Regions from separate parts of the Mus musculus genome. Here region 2 is linked to region 1. The links are chromatin contacts, called in public Hi-C maps. All regions are on one chromosome and are shown on one strand. The core of a region is the stretch at or near the end of the contact, and the rest is flanking DNA. Distances in the headings are between cores, read along the strand shown.

Evidence for each region. Hi-C and Micro-C count contacts between places; a contact is called where the count stands out from the background.
Region 2: a Hi-C map of the N1E-115 cell line shows a contact between it and region 1, with 5 times the contacts expected there. The contact joins two enhancer-like sites. A contact is called at or near these places in 2 of 15 datasets of contacts at CTCF or cohesin (the NIH/3T3 cell line and stem cell-derived epiblast-like cells), 33 of 484 Hi-C or Micro-C datasets (the HL-1 cell line, the N1E-115 cell line, Sertoli cells and 18 more), 12 of 115 datasets of contacts at active chromatin or transcription factors (SST interneurons, VIP interneurons, astrocytes and 7 more) and 1 of 9 other capture datasets (embryonic stem cells).

The regions. Positions count from the first base shown.
Region 1 is chr12:53,751,223-53,755,904 of GRCm38.p6, forward strand. The region is part of intron 4 of Npas3 (neuronal PAS domain protein 3); the gene reads left to right. Among named protein-coding and RNA genes, the nearest start is that of Gm35614, 78 kb to the right of the region's middle. Within about 2 kb of position 2,324, at least 25 of the 459 cell types and tissues checked have an H3K27ac peak or open chromatin away from gene starts, as enhancers often do. A contact at or near this core is called in the N1E-115 cell line, SST interneurons and neural progenitor cells, where this site is marked.
Region 2 is chr12:54,058,339-54,063,020 of GRCm38.p6, forward strand. It overlaps Npas3 (neuronal PAS domain protein 3), which reads left to right. Exons shown (of 12, transcript NM_001370962.1): 10 at 3,645-3,792. Among named protein-coding and RNA genes, the nearest start is that of Gm35818, 81 kb to the right of the region's middle. Within about 2 kb of position 2,638, at least 8 of the 459 cell types and tissues checked have an H3K27ac peak or open chromatin away from gene starts, as enhancers often do. A contact at or near this core is called in the N1E-115 cell line, SST interneurons and neural progenitor cells, where this site is marked.

The DNA of each region.
Region 1 (4,682 bases), core at 1,074-3,573:
GTACCAGGTATGGGTTTATCTTCTGGAGTAGGGCTTAAAGCTAGTCAGAGAGTCATTGGCTATTCCCATGAGAGTCATGCCACTGTTGAACCAGTGGCCGTGCCTTGCCAAGCCTGTTGTTACTGTAGCCCACAGGGTTCCCAGCTGGATAAGACTGATGGGTGCTTTTCCCCTACATTAGTGTGTACTGTGAAGTCTAACCAGTAGGGATGAAGCTTCCAGGCCAGTACCAGCTTGATTTCCTCATATTCTGTCACTCAGGTATATGGTATTCACCAATATGTTCTTGTTCTCAACTTCTGGTTGGTAACAAAGAATATTGACAATACCTGGTAGTATTTGGGAAGGTGGAAGGGGTTATGGGACCTCACTGCCTCAATGACCAGCAACTCTGAAAGACATAGCACATCCCTAGCATCTCCATCTCTCTCTCTCTCTCTCTCTCTCTCTCTCTCTCTCTCTCTCTCTCTCCCTCTCTCTCTAACATCCTGTGGTGTCTAGTAGGGTAATTTTAATTCCATGGTCCCCAAGTTAGGGGTCCAAAAGTTTCTAGAGGACAATACCTTTATCAGTGGTCACAGTGGTCAGGAAAGGCAACAGCATTATAACCAGGCAAACGCTCTCTTAGTAGTGTCACACTTCTGGCCTGATGATGCTAACTTCTGTCTCTTAACCATTATCATTATGTAAATAGAAGCCTCGGTAAAATAAATACATAATTAAACTGTTACTATAAACTAATGTTCCTTAATATTATTCAGCTGTTTTATTATGCCAACTAGGACCCACAAATGCATGTTTACAGGGGATAGGCTCTTTTCTTTGCTAAATGCATAGGCATCACCTGCACAGTAGCTTGCTCCGATAAATAAAATAAATGTGCTCACTCGTTGCCCTGCTCTGTGTCTGTTGGGGCTCATCCTCCTTCCACCTGTAGAATGTAGAGTAACCCTGCTTCCCAACCATGGGACAACCAGCTAGAAGGGAAGGCTCCTCTCCCCGAGCTAGGCCACTGCTCTCACTGCTCTCCACTGCAGCACCATTAATGCTAATATTAAGAGTGGCAGTACAATAAAACTAGTCACCCCCAAAGGAACTCCTAGTCCTGTGCCGTTCCACCAAGCTCTAAAGCCATGGTTTCAAAGCGTTGCTGCCAGTCCCTGGGGCTTACAGCCCAGTTCCTATAGGAGCTGGCACCATCAAAAGAGCAGTGTGGCTCTGTGGCGCTTTTCCCGCTCAGCCCTCCATTTTCACAAGGGCCAATCAATAGTTCTTGATCTCCAATTTTGTGCGAAAACTCTGTTTGTGCTGAGCCCCGCTGGCAGCCACTTCGTTGCCAGCTCCCTCTTCCTGAAACAAAAGGAATGTGTTCTTCCTTTCAACAGGATGGAACTTCTGAACACATTTATTTTCTTCAATTCATGAAGAACCAGCTAGGGTTGGAGGGTTTCTGCAGTTCCTTGTGTGACTTGGAGAATGTGGATGTATGGGAAAGGCATTTCTAGCGTTGTCAAAATTATATTTGTTCCTAAACAAATGGAGTCTCTTTGCCTTCTTACCTCAGAGGCTTAAGTTGGCGTCTTCCCAAGCACAACCTTTTGGATAATAAATTCTTTCTGAAAGGAAGCACAGAGCCCGTTTGATGTTATAAATAGTGTATATAGTGGAAGGGAACGGGCCTGTAATCGCAGCACAAGGCCTGCACAATGTCTGTGGGATAAAGTGAGTCTTATTCTCTGCTCAACACTTGGGAACTTCCATTTGAAGATATATCTTAATGACCATTTTAGTAAGTCGAGGGATTTGTTTTGTTTTACCTTTTTGCTACTAATCTATTTATACTCTCTGATCTGTGGATACACATCTATGACTACAGCCAGCAGACATTTAGAGATGATTCCGTCATCTGCGGCTATCATGGGGCCACTGAGCAGGCTGCTGTGAGGCAAATTACAGGCTGAGATAAGTTCTGGAAAAGAGTAAGATCCTGTGTTCTGTGGAATTCCTAGAGAAATTCCTAAAGGAGATTTCGTTCATACCCTTCCCCTAACTTTGTCCCTCTCAATTCCTCCCTTCAGCCGGTCTCCCTCCTTCCCTATGTCCATTCAAACGCCCACCTCAGAAGAGTCACTTCTGACCAGCTTCTTTGCCCCTGTGGCCTGTTCCCTCAGGTCTCATGCTCTGATTTTGGCAGGCATTTAAAGCCCTGAAAACACGGAGCTCACTCTGTCCCTGTGGCAGTGAGACCCGGCACATCAGTGCATGTCACGGAGGTGTCAGCCCTCTACATCATAACTGCAGTTCATTTCTCAGGCTGACAGTGACGCTCCTCATGAGTAAGGATTAGAACGGGCACACTTCCAGATCGTAATTACATCAGGCAGGAGGGTGAGCAACAGCGGTCTCCCCCGCTTTGGGGGAAAGAAGGGGTGGGAAAGGAGAGGGAGGAGCGATGCTGAATTTGGCCATCTAGTGCCTCATGTGTCCCGTTTATCAAGAGATAATAGGATTAAGCTAAGCTATGGGACTTCTCTGGCTAATGCTGTCTTCAGCAGGGGTCTAATAAGGATAGATATAATTGGGTAAATGGCGAGTAAGAATGAGAAAGTACCGAGTATAAGCACAATGCTTAGGAATAAGTTATGACAAATTGGATTTTGTCCAATCTCTACGGACTTGGTTAAAAGTCTTGCATCATACACTGAATTATAAGGGGTAGCATATAGGTCTGTCTGTCTTGTGCACAATTTGGCTTCTTTGCTGCTCTTATCAGAAAACATCCAATCAGGTCAGCCCAGGTCTATCCACACCACTCACCCGAAGCCAAGAAGGAACATCCAAATGGGGTTAAAGAAACAGAGTAAATTAAGTGTCTAAAAACAAATGTGATAGAAATTAAAGTTGGTTTCCCTGACCCTTGCCCATTTACAGAATTTACCCCATTAACAGCCGAGAATTTATTTCCACTTTCTTCACCTCTCTGAGAAGAAAGCAAACATACAACACAGCCCCAAAGGAGTAATTAATTAGATCATTTGCTGACACGGATTTGAATAGTTTATTTAAATACAATTCTGTTATTTATTTATTTTACACCATTATGCAAGAGGTTGAAACTCCTGTTCTCATTTGCACTTAGCAAGAAGCTCTGAAAAAAAAATATCACAGTGAAGGAAATAAACAAAGAGCCGTTGATCAAAGGGCCACGCTGAGAGAGGCATGAAAGAAACGTCACTGGGACGCGTGTTACAGTCTTTTAAAAAAATCAAGGGTGGGTTGAGTTGGGGAGTGAGAGGGAGGACGTGACTGTTTGTTTCCTACTCCCATGGGCATAGCCTAACACACATAATTGGCTCATTGATAAGATGCCATATCAAAAGGTGGGCAAGGAAGTCTGTAGCAAGCAGGAGGATGGGTAAGGGTTGTGATGAGTACACAGAACGGCACAGGGATGGAGACAGCTTTTGAATCCTGGCTGTGGAGAACTCACAAACCCAAGAATCAATTAAAAAATAATAACTGTCCAACCTCTCGGAGACTAAAAGTTATAAAGTCTTCCCCCAAATGAAAGTATCTTTTCAAAGGCTGCAGATTCCTTCACCGTGAGTGACTGTCCTGTGTCCTCTAGAGTCCTTTCTGGAAGAATAAATGGAGCGGCAGTAGGGTAGCAGTGTGCCTTGTATACCTTAGGATGAGAGAGTGGTCTGTGGGCATTTAAATATTTTCAACCAATTTGATTTTTAAGGAAATCCAAAACGCAACAGTCATTTATGCCTAAGCCTTATTCCCCGAGGGGTTATAAGATAACTCTGACCAGTATGACTCTAGAACACACAAGCATTTCTCCTCGATACTGTTATCCTATGCAGTTCTAAGACCAGAGCAGTTGAAGAACTAGAAAGACACCAAGGTGGCATTACGAGCTATAGTAGAGAGGACATAACACTCTGGGTCATTATAACAGAGCTAAGGCCAGTGCTTGTCCCACAAAAGCCTTGCCCCTCCTTCCTTTCCCACCATCCCTCCTGCACACCCTACCTGCCTCCCAGTTTCTCTCTCACCATCTCTCTGCCTCAGATTGGAAGGAAGAGGCACACTTTCTCTTTCTCGTCTCTGTATCATCCATTTCTCTTTCCTTCTGTTGGGACTGAAGAATTGTTTGGCAATATCTTCAAAAACTGAAAATGTGTCAATCATGCAACAAGAAATATTTTCAGAAATACACAAATTGTTTCAAAAGATGATAATCAAATGCCAGTTATGAAAATGTAGAATGCTGGGTTAAAATGCATATGTCAAGATCCAGCTCTGGGTGTAGAAGCCAAAGAGGGATCAAAGCAGAAGAGGTAATTCAGGTACATTGTTGACTCTGTGGTCTTGTCTTTGTGGTATTTTAACCCTGTTTATATGTATCTGTGCATGTATATTGGTGTCTGAGGACACTAACAGAAGCCAGGAGAAGATATCAGAAAAGCAAGCACTCTGAAACACTGAGCCTGCAGCCCCGTCTGTGGTTCTTACTGCTCTTTGTTTGTGTGTTTCTAATTTTTATTTGTTTTTATTGTATGTCTGTGGCATGACCTCCTAGAAATGAGCAAAGAGAATACTATTCATATCTATGACTCCCTCAAGTCAGTGCTCTTTCTGTCATGTCTGGGGACAGTGTGGACCTCAAAAGAGAC
Region 2 (4,682 bases), core at 1,388-3,887, 310 kb after region 1:
AAAGCCATGGAAACTCTGAGATCTTTAAATAAAAACTAATACCTCAACTGCATACCCTTAAAAGACAGAACTATATAGAAGTTTGGATGTGGACAGTCAGTTCCATTGAGGGGTACACAAGGCAACCAGCCTGGGAATCTTGACAGTAGAATGTACACATTAAAACAAGCCACAAAGATGCCAGATCGTGTGTGTCAGCAGTGCCCAAGCCACAGGGCACAGATGCCACAGGAAAAACCAATTGCCCTGGGTATTTCCTCTCCCTGTACTTCCTTCTTGCTGTAGTGTGTGTGTGTGTGTGTGTGTGTGTGTGTGTGTGTGTGTGTATTTGTGCGTGTGTGCGTGTGTGTACATACTCTATTTTTTTAGAACTGCCATATCAACTAACTTATGTTGTACTTATTTCTGGCTTCCTCCACAAAAGGAGCTTTGTGAAGAAGGCTGACTTAAATATCCCCTCATTTTTCCCTACTGTTCAAACCCATAACTCAAAAACAACAGCAGCAGCTACTAGATAACAGAGAATCCAAAAGGGTTAGGGTTTTTTTTTTCCTTTTTGTATTTTTCAAGTTCTCTAATTTATTACACACTAAAAATCTCTTTCAAACTGGCACCAACATGGCTTTTCTTCTTGAGCTGATTAGGGCCACATGAGCTCAGGAAAAGCTGTCAGATCCTGCCTCTGGCACAGCTGGAATGATCCAAATGATTTGCCAGTATGATTTTTTTTTCCAAGAAATAAGCTTCATCCCAAAGTTATAAATTTATATTCTGTAAGAAGTTAGAGCAAAAAGTATCCCTGATTCAGTATGAAAGAAGGCACTCTGGGAACTTCTTTTATATGAACTTAAAAACAAAAGGAAACTTAGGTAATATTTTGGTCAACATTTCATTCCCTCCTGAAACTACCATCAGATCTTCTCTGTGGATTCCAACGGTATATGGAGGTCCCGTTTAGAAAACACCAGCCCTTGAGTTGTCACTGAAGACCATGTGAAGATGGTGACCCTGGCAAATTCTGTTAAAGACCAGTCCAGGGAACAATTATGACCCAGAGACTGCTTGTCTTCAGTTGTGCACTATGACCTCTGAAACCTGTGCCATTCACCAGTGACCCAAGAACAGCCACAGTGCTGAGCGGAAGAAATCCTTGTGTTCAGTCCTTCACCTGGCCTCCTCTTCACATCAGAAGTCACCTGTCTGCCTCTTTGTCATTCAGGAATGTATTCTTGGCGAGGCATCCCTGAGCCTGGATTTAATGAAAGACTGAATTAATGTATTCATGGACCCTAATAAATTTGTATTTATCTTCTCAGCAAATGCCCTTTAAGCAGACCAAGCCCTCCTCCCTCGTTGTCTAAAGACAGCATTGCATCAGCTCTTTGTATTAGAAACGTGTTTATCTGAAAACTGTCAGGAAGGTTGGTGTTTTTAAGTGAGGAGCCGCATGGGGGGTGGAGTGGTCATTCTGTTGATTCTTTACATTCTAACTTGATCTTATTTGTTTCTTCGATTTAACCCTCTCAGTCTCTATATTCTAGAGTTGGTGTTTTCTGTTGTTTGTTGCCTGTTCTGGGTTCCACTCTGGTTCAGATTCTCCACCCAAGAAATGCCAGCCTTGCTCGCCAATTCAATTTTTTTTTTCACATGATTCTGCAAAAAGGTTTTTTTTTAGTCTTTTTGTCTTTGTTAAAAATACTAAAACCATTAGGAATCATCCTTTACTCTGCTTAGAAAGCACATAGAAAGAACTATGTCACCAACCAGATTGGAGTGTGGTGATTTCCTCTGCATAGACTTGCGCAAGCCACTGTCCTCAGGTAAAAGTCACCCAGGCCCAGCAGCTCTGAATGAGAGCACCCTGTGTTGCATGCCACGGCGGTTTAACAGGAGAGCCGTGTGGTACGCCTGGCAGTTCACCACTTTCTGCCTCCACTAGGAGTTTGGTAGCCTGGAAAGCCATGCATACAGAATGGCAGAACTTACTGTCACCAACAAAAGGAGGGCACAATGCTACCTGTGGAAGTCCACCACCAAGGGCAGGTGATGGCCCCCCAGCCTTCCAACGCCCTGCATTGGGTAGTAGCTTTAGAACAAAACTTGCCCCTGTGTGAAGCATTTATTAGGGCTTTTTCAAGCAACAGTGAAGACATAATTATTAAATTTTACAACCATTCATTTAACATATCGTGAGAAAAAAGGGGGGAGAATGGGAGAAAAACATGAAAGTCTGTCCACTATGGATGCAGAACGTAGGGGTTGATTAGTGGCCACTCTCAGATGAAGGAAGAGGTTCACCCGCCTGGAATGTTACTCTTTCCCACAGTGACTCCCTTTTTCCATCCACCCCCCCCCAAAAAAAAATCAAAATGTACTTCATGAAACTATTGTATATGAAGCACTTATTAGCCGTAATTAAATGGACAATATGAATTTACTACGTCTTTAGGACTCTGGCTTGTTCTGGTTTAGAGCAAGATGATTAATGCAAATACATATTACTTGAGATAACCATTTAGCAGCTAATTTAGCCAAATTTATTACAGCAGTTAGAGGTTTTTCATTTTAGCAGACGGAGACAAGGACATGCCAAAAGTGGGGCATGTAGACGAGTGCGCACTGCCCTCTAGTGGCCGGCAGGCTGGTGAGCTTTTGTGGGGGCGTGAGCAGTGGTCTCCACGTCCTGAAGCAGAGCCTTCCCTGCATACTCTCAAACCATTCCCCTCCATAGCACTTTATTTAGGGGGTGATTTACTACAGTTTCCCTTTTTACTAGCTCAGGAGAACCCAGATACAAATCAAATCTATTTCAACTTGGCAAGATTCTGGTTAGACTATCATTTTTAAACATCTGCATTTTAAAGCTCTCTTACAGTGGGTATTTAAAGGCACCGGTTCACATTCCTGATTGTTTTTACTTGTTCCATCATTTTGTGCCATATTTCAGCGTCTGGCTGGAGCTGTCACTCTGTTTGGCTCAAGTCAAGTCAGTGCTGTGCCTCTCTCTCTTAGGCCAGTGTCTCTCTCTGACTCAACCCGGGGATATATTTTGTTCCAACCTTCAGCTGTCTCACCACAATTTACCCTGGCTGACCAATGTAAATTTACTTCATCCAAGGACTATAAATTCTGTAGGACAAGATCAAAAGGAACGGATGGCTAAGGACACGGGTTTGATATTGCTCAGGCTGAAGGGAAGTGATCAAAGACGGGGGGGGGGGGGGGGAAGGCATCTTCAGAACCATTCAGATAACCAGAATCTCAAGGAGGGCAACTCGGAGGAGCTATGCATAAATCAGGCAGAGATTTGCCTTTCTTACCATCTGATGTTAAACCCACCGACAATATCCACACCACATTAGGTGTGCTCTGAGCCAAAAAGATTAGTAGCCCTTTTATTCTTCCTTTTCCACCACGGCTGCCCAGAAGGGAATATAGCCTCACTACAGATGCCAGGAACCCCAGCTAGGCAGCTGCTGCTCCAATGAGATGTTGATTTCATTTGTGCTAATAGCATCTTAAGTCAGGCATACGCTGGGCTCCCCAAGCTTTGGTCTCAGGTTGGGCAGAAATGAAAACCGTTCTATGCCCCATCTTAATACTACACCTTCTGTTTTGTTTTATCTCTCTTTACCCTACCCCAGTGCTGAATAAGGGTCAGTGTGTGACCAAGTACTACCGCTGGATGCAGAAGAATGGAGGCTACATCTGGATACAGTCTAGTGCCACCATAGCTATTAATGCGAAGAATGCAAATGAGAAGAACATCATCTGGGTGAATTATCTTCTTAGGTACCTTTTCCATTACATTTCTCTCTCGTTATAAACTGCATGCACTGAGGCTAATAGCCGGCAGGTCATGAGCACTGTCTTCGGACAGGGACAAGGACAGGCAGGGTGCTCTGCTTCCTGCAAGATTCAAAGAAATGGGAGATGATCAAAGCCCACTAAATCTCAGATTGTCAGTCTTTGGGCAGCCCTGTCCCCAGAGCTGCTCTCCTTCCTGGGACAAGTTCCACCCAGAGACATTTGCCTAAAGCTGCTGCATCCTAGAAATCATCTCCTTATGCCCCCACCTTTGCCCTTGCACTCTAGTCCCTGGGGAAGCAAACAGAGCCAGAGGGGAATAGCACGGACCCTTTGCTTCCTACGCATTCCATCGTTTTGATCTCCTCAACCTTCTGCACAGGTATTTGTTCTCTGGATACTCAAATTTTGGTAAGCAAGATGAGCCACTTTGCCAGAGCACTGGTAATCTCAGTGTAATTAAAATAATAATAATGACGACAACGACGACGATGATAGTAACTCCTTTGCCTGCCACTCTGGGCTTTTAGTCAAGTTTTATGTTTTTAAACTTTGTATCATAGCAGTCCAAATTCAACTGCTTCCTAAATGCTGGTACAAGGTACCTTTTCCTTCCCTTTCCTTAAGTCTGTTCTTCAACTGAGATTCCAACAAGCCGTAAAGTGACTGGATGGCTTGGGTTTGAGGGCAAGCCTTCAGGAACGTTCTCTACTGGTCTTGTCACAGAGCTATCACGGCACTTGGCTCCCGCCCACCACCGTAATTCCACTCTTAGGCCTCTGTTGTCCTAAAGGCACCAAGCAGGATCCACATGTGCACTGACTAGAAAACCTTCCAGTAGAGCTAATGAATGGAAGTTGGTGCCCTTTGGCTGA